2 separate regions of the Sus scrofa genome follow, and region 1 is linked to region 2. A link is a contact called in public Hi-C data. All regions are on one chromosome and are shown on one strand. Each heading gives the region's core, a stretch centred on a gene start, on an enhancer-like site or on the middle of the called end of the contact. The rest is flanking DNA. Distances are from core to core; before and after follow the strand shown.

What was found. Hi-C and Micro-C count contacts between places; a contact is called where the count stands out from the background.
Region 1: a contact with region 2 is called in a Hi-C map of retroperitoneal adipose tissue, with 2.3 times the contacts expected there. The contact joins two enhancer-like sites. A contact is called at or near these places in 1 of 5 promoter capture datasets (liver), 6 of 47 Hi-C or Micro-C datasets (embryonic fibroblasts, epiblast stem cells, heart right ventricle and 3 more) and 1 of 2 datasets of contacts at active chromatin or transcription factors (skeletal muscle).

What each region holds. Positions count from the first base shown.
Region 1 is chr13:159,177,834-159,180,533 of Sscrofa11.1, forward strand. The region is part of intron 1 of CMSS1 (protein CMSS1); the gene reads right to left. The region is part of intron 5 of FILIP1L (filamin A-interacting protein 1-like); the gene reads left to right. Among named protein-coding and RNA genes, the nearest start is that of CMSS1, 13 kb to the right of the region's middle. Within about 2 kb of position 1,253, at least 17 of the 83 cell types and tissues checked have an H3K27ac peak or open chromatin away from gene starts, as enhancers often do. A contact at or near this core is called in retroperitoneal adipose tissue, where this site is marked.
Region 2 is chr13:158,930,109-158,932,808 of Sscrofa11.1, forward strand. All of the region lies in intron 1 of CMSS1 (protein CMSS1), which reads right to left. All of the region lies in intron 1 of FILIP1L (filamin A-interacting protein 1-like), which reads left to right. Among named protein-coding and RNA genes, the nearest start is that of FILIP1L, 42 kb to the left of the region's middle. Within about 2 kb of position 1,428, at least 21 of the 83 cell types and tissues checked have an H3K27ac peak or open chromatin away from gene starts, as enhancers often do. A contact at or near this core is called in retroperitoneal adipose tissue, where this site is marked.

The sequences.
Region 1 (2,700 bases), core at 3-2,502, 250 kb after region 2:
GGAATGGAGACCGACCCAGGTCTATTCGGCTCTAGCAACTAACCCTAGGCTGCTGTAAGATACAAGCCTGATGAATAACTTTTTAAAATTCACATGGGTACAAATGAAAGAATGAGAAAGAAGGGGAGTGGGTACCAAAACAAAAGAAGAAGAAAAAAAGCTGAGGTGAAAAATCTCATGAATAAATGGGAAGGGGATAAATAAGACAACAAGGTTAGTATATTTTAACATTCTATTTCTACATGTGATGTTCCAAAATAGAAGCACTGAGATTAGGAAGGATTATTGAAAACTGTATTTCAAAGCTTATTCTTGGATTGCCCTCATTGCCCATGGTGTAATTACTACAAAGAGATTGAGAGGTGACTAGTTACAACCACAAACCATGTTACATTAGGAGTTCCCATTGTGACTCAGTGGTAACGAACCCGACTAGTATTCATGACGACTTGGGTTCAATCCCTGGCTTCCCTGAGTGGGTTAAGAGTCTGGTGTTGTCATGAGCTGTGGCGCAGGCCGCAGATGCGACTCAAATCCTGAGTTGCTGTGGCTGTGGCATAGGCCGGCAGCTGCAGCTCTGATTCGACCCCTAGCCTGGGAACATCCATATACAGCCCTAAAAAGAAAAAACAAACAAACAAAAACCAATGAAAAAAACAGGTTACATTATAAAATAAAACCATCAATTTCCTCTAACCTTTCTTCACATAAGAAACTGGCAACTCTTAAATATAAACCATAGCACTTTGGCAGTTCTCTTTAAAACCAAATATCCTCTCACAAGAGGTTAGCTGGAACTACACTAACTACTACTGTAGCTAATCAAACTACAGTTTCCTTTTGAAGGATCCCTTGTCATATAAAACTATAAAATCTTTAGTGATAAAATTTTATCGTATAATGAGGAAGTTCTGAGAAAACGAAGAGAAAAAAGCTGAAGCAGCATATGAAACTCTGGGCTATTTGCCAGATTCATTATCTGTTAGTTTCTTTTTTAAAAAAATAAGTTACCAGTGATTTACCAAACAATACACAAAAGAAGGCAACAATATTTCAAAGATATTTTCATTTCAGTTTAGTATTTCCTCCTTTTCATCATCATATCCATCATCATTACTTATGTACTTTCCCATTAAACAAAGATAAAAACAAAAATACAAAACACTGTCATTCTGATAACACATGGCCTTGACCAAGCATTCCACAGCTGGGTTCCTGAGGGAGTAAGGCAGCCCTGTACCACTCCAATGATCACAAGTGAAAACGACCCAAGGTCTTTGAGAGTCTTGAGCCTTTCAACCTCTAGAGCTAAAGGTGTAATGAGGGGCCTGGCAGTCTCTGGAGTTAGGAACACTCCTGAGTGAATACAGCCTTGTTACACATTATGTTGCCAATACATATCCAAAAAGTTCAAAGCACTTACAAAATTAATTTCATTTAGAGAAAAGGAAACATCCTGACTCCAGCTGTCTAACTAGGATCTGATAGCTTCCCCAAAAATGCTGATTTTTTTTTGGATGTTGGCCCTCCATGATAATGGGAAGGAGCATAAGGATCAAGTAGAAACTGAGTTACAGAATTAAGATTTTGAATAAAAAATTGTTACTTTTTGGTAATTTTTTTTTTGAGGGGAGGGCACTAAAGCTCACTGCCGTCTAATGACTTCCTGGAACCAGGGAGTCTTAAAGATTGCTCAGTTTATTTTAAGAACCTATGGACAAAACAAGCTAACATTTTAAAAATTTAATAACTACTCCTTTTCTTTCTACTGTTCCCTAAATAAAACTAAGGCCTGTGCCTCACTGAACTCAGCATTTTTCAGACCTGCAATCCATTCCAAATCCCAATCTCCATTTTGAACTGAGTTTTAAACATTAAAAAAAAAAAAAAATTCTTTTCTTCTATGAATGAGCTTTCCAACTTGCTAAATATCTTCTAAGACATCTGCTTTCTGATGAAACCCAGGAGCCTCCAACTCTTAGTAGAACATTCACTGTGTGGTCTTAAAAGAGCCATATGCATGGATTCCTCTTGCACCATGCACTCCAAATTTGGATAAAACTTTCTTGAATCTATTTGACATAATGTTCTATAAAAATGTTCCAAGAGATGACACATTTTAAAGCACTATACCTCATTTACTGAAACACGTCCAAGTATAAAATTCATACAAGAAAAAAAGACAGCATCTTTTTTTTTTTTTTTTAAAGATTTTGGAATAACAGTTGTCCTAATATAACCAGCCTTTGCTGCCATCTAGAGGTAAAAACTACAAAGTGAAATCAAGAGTTATCAAGAAAACACAAAATTAATTGCAGCAGCAAAGATGTAGAAACAATGGGAGCCCAGTAACTCTCAGGCAGCTGACTCTACCAATGACCACCATTTCAAGTCATATTGTCTTCGCCAACATATATCAATACAGCTTACAATAAACAAGGCCCGCCAATACTGCGTTCCATACCAATTAGTTTACTGGACAGATTTCAGTTCGTAATAACCTATGGTATTCATATCACACTCCTAGACAATCTGAGTCAGTAGATTCTGAGATGGGATATAGGCACCTGCATTGTTTTAAGCCCCTCAGGTGGTCCTGGTGGGCATGTAAGACCACTGGGCCATGAAACCCTGGCCATCCACAGTGTTGACCCTCCCATATACAGGCAGGTCAGAGTTCCAGGTGAAAAGAAAACTCAA
Region 2 (2,700 bases), core at 178-2,677:
GTGGTGTATGTAGGCAGCTATAGCTCCAATTAGACCCCTAGCCTGGAACCTCCATATGCTGTGGGTGTGGCTCTAAAAAAACACCGCCCCCCCAAAAAACACCAAAAAACCCAAAACTCTAGTCTTAAGAAAAAGAGTGTTCAAAATCAGCACTAGTGTGATTTTTTTTTTTTTTTTTTTTTTTGCTTTTTAGGGCTGCACCTACAGCATATGGAAGTTCCCAGGCTAGGGGTCAAATTGGAGCCACAGCTGCTGGCCTACACCACAGCCACAGCAACACCAGATCCCAGCCACAGCGTCTGCGACCTACACCGCAGCTCACAGCAATGCCCGATCCTTAACCCACTGAGCAAGGTCAGGGATTGAACCTGCATCGTCACAGATACTAGTTAGGCTCGTTACTGCTGAGCCACAATGGGTACTGCCAGACAATCATTTCTAATGACTATTATCAGCTTTACTCTTCTCACCTTCTCTTAGTATCATGGTGATCAACTTCCTTCAAAAACTCTCAGAGGAGAAGCAATGATTCTCCCCCTCTCCCCATCCCTAGCCCAGCCAAAAACTAATTTCAATCAATGTCCTAGAGCAACATTCAATGACTCTCACATTAATGAGATTCAGATCCATGCTCTGGCCATAAAAGGGATGAGCACAGAGCATTTATTTAGCTATTTGGTAATAATTACCTAAAGCCATTGTCTTTTTTATGGATACATTATTATGGCAATGCCATGTGTGCATCCATAATCAAATGCTGCTAATTTTTAATGTGTGAGTTTTCTTTTTTGAGGATCAAGAGTTTAGAATTGTGTTTGAAATGAGAAGGAAAAAAATGAGAAAAATCTCCTAGTGTACCAGAGATTTGAACTGCCCTATCACACCAGATTTTTTTTTTTTTTTTTTTAAGGTTGCCAAAATGATCTGGAATTTGTTTATAGCTTGAGAGCCCTCTACAGCTCATGTCCAGGGTAGACATCACCACTGAGTCTTATAGCAAATATACAATTTCTCCTTATGCACCCGCAAATAGACTGGCTTGCCACTCTCCCTCCCACCCCCCACACCAATTCTGAAATTTCTGGCAGAAAAGAGATCTGTCAAAACAGGTTACTTGTATTTTTATTGGTTCCTCCAGACCATGACGACATTTCCTGAAAGGCAGTGCCAGGAAACTATTAATGTCTGTGAAAAAGAAGTGAAAGTTCTTATGAGCATAAACTGTCTGGTGCCCCAGGAGACTGTAGCCTGAAGGGACCACTGGTCTTTAGACTGCAACACTGATTCAATTGGCTGCTATACTGGAACTCCAAAATATCACCATCAGAGGAGAAAAGCGTCTCTGCAAAAATAGAGGTCTGAGAGATACAACAGGCTATTTCCTCCCTTTCTCTTAACCACTTGCTTACCTAGAGTAGAGCAGCTGAGCAGGCAGCTAATGGCTGGCTCAGTCAAGGTTGTTAACACTGATTAGCTAATTGATTAAGTAAGTAATGGGTCCTGTCCCAAGCAGGAGGGATAATAAGGCCTACACCTGGAAAAGGAGAGTATGGCCTTCCCCACAATAGGAAGAAAGGATCCATTCTAACACCCAGGTGCAGAAACAGAATCGCAACTTTTTAAAGGACCTCTGTGACTCTGCTAAGGCTAGAGCCACACTGTGTGAGTACTTCACATGGCTGATCTTAAAGGAAGCAGGAGCTTTACAGAACACTGGAAATTAAATTAAACAAAACTTGTTTGAGGCACTGAACCTTTAGGAGACTTTTGAGTATTTCAATTGATATATTATTAAGTGCCAAAATCATGTGGGTACTTGCTAAGGTTATAACTGGGTTTGTAGAGCGGAAAGGCAGCTCCCTGCACTCTCATATCCCTCTATTTCACAGCACCACCTGCTGGGTGAGGGCAGAAAGAAATGAACCTTGTTTTTTTGGATTGATAAATAACCTATGAAGTCAAAGAAAAAAGTATTTACTCTTTCCATAGTAATCAAAACACTGAGAAAAAGTGCCCCTTATAGTGGCAAGTTCACAAAGAAGGGGACATCTCTGCTCACCTTTGCTGCAGTCCTAGCCACCCATAGTCAGTGTTGAGTGTTTCCTTTGAAATGTGCAAAAAGGCAGTAGGAGCATTAATACCAAGAATATAAAATATGGGCTTTGCTTGCTGACTAGCTATGTGTCCATCTTAAAAGCCAGGTCTTCTAAATCATGACTTTAAAATCTGGATGGTTTTTTTCATTATCTTTAAGAGACCATTTTCAGTGTCCCTTCCAAATATAGTTAATTCTATTCTCATAATTAGCTCTCTTCAGGAGAACATTTAATATTTGTCCTCAACATAGTAAACAGCTAAAGAAAAAGTGTGGCTGAAGAAACAGTCACTGTCACTTAAAGCACTAAGTTCCATTCCTGGAATGTTAAAAAGGAATTAACCCATATACTAAGCACTGTTCATTTAGCCTTGAACAGATATGTCAATTTCTCTCCTGCTAAAGAAGAAACTCCTAGGCCAAAAGTACTTCAGTATTTTTCAATTTTAGAAGTTAAATGGTACATATATTACGTATTATATATATAACTTCCAGCGGGTTCCTGGGCAGGACCCACTAATCAAACAATATTCCTGTAGTAAGATACATGAATATTCACTGCCAATGATCAAAGACGCTAAACTTGTGATAGTTCAGATCAGGTT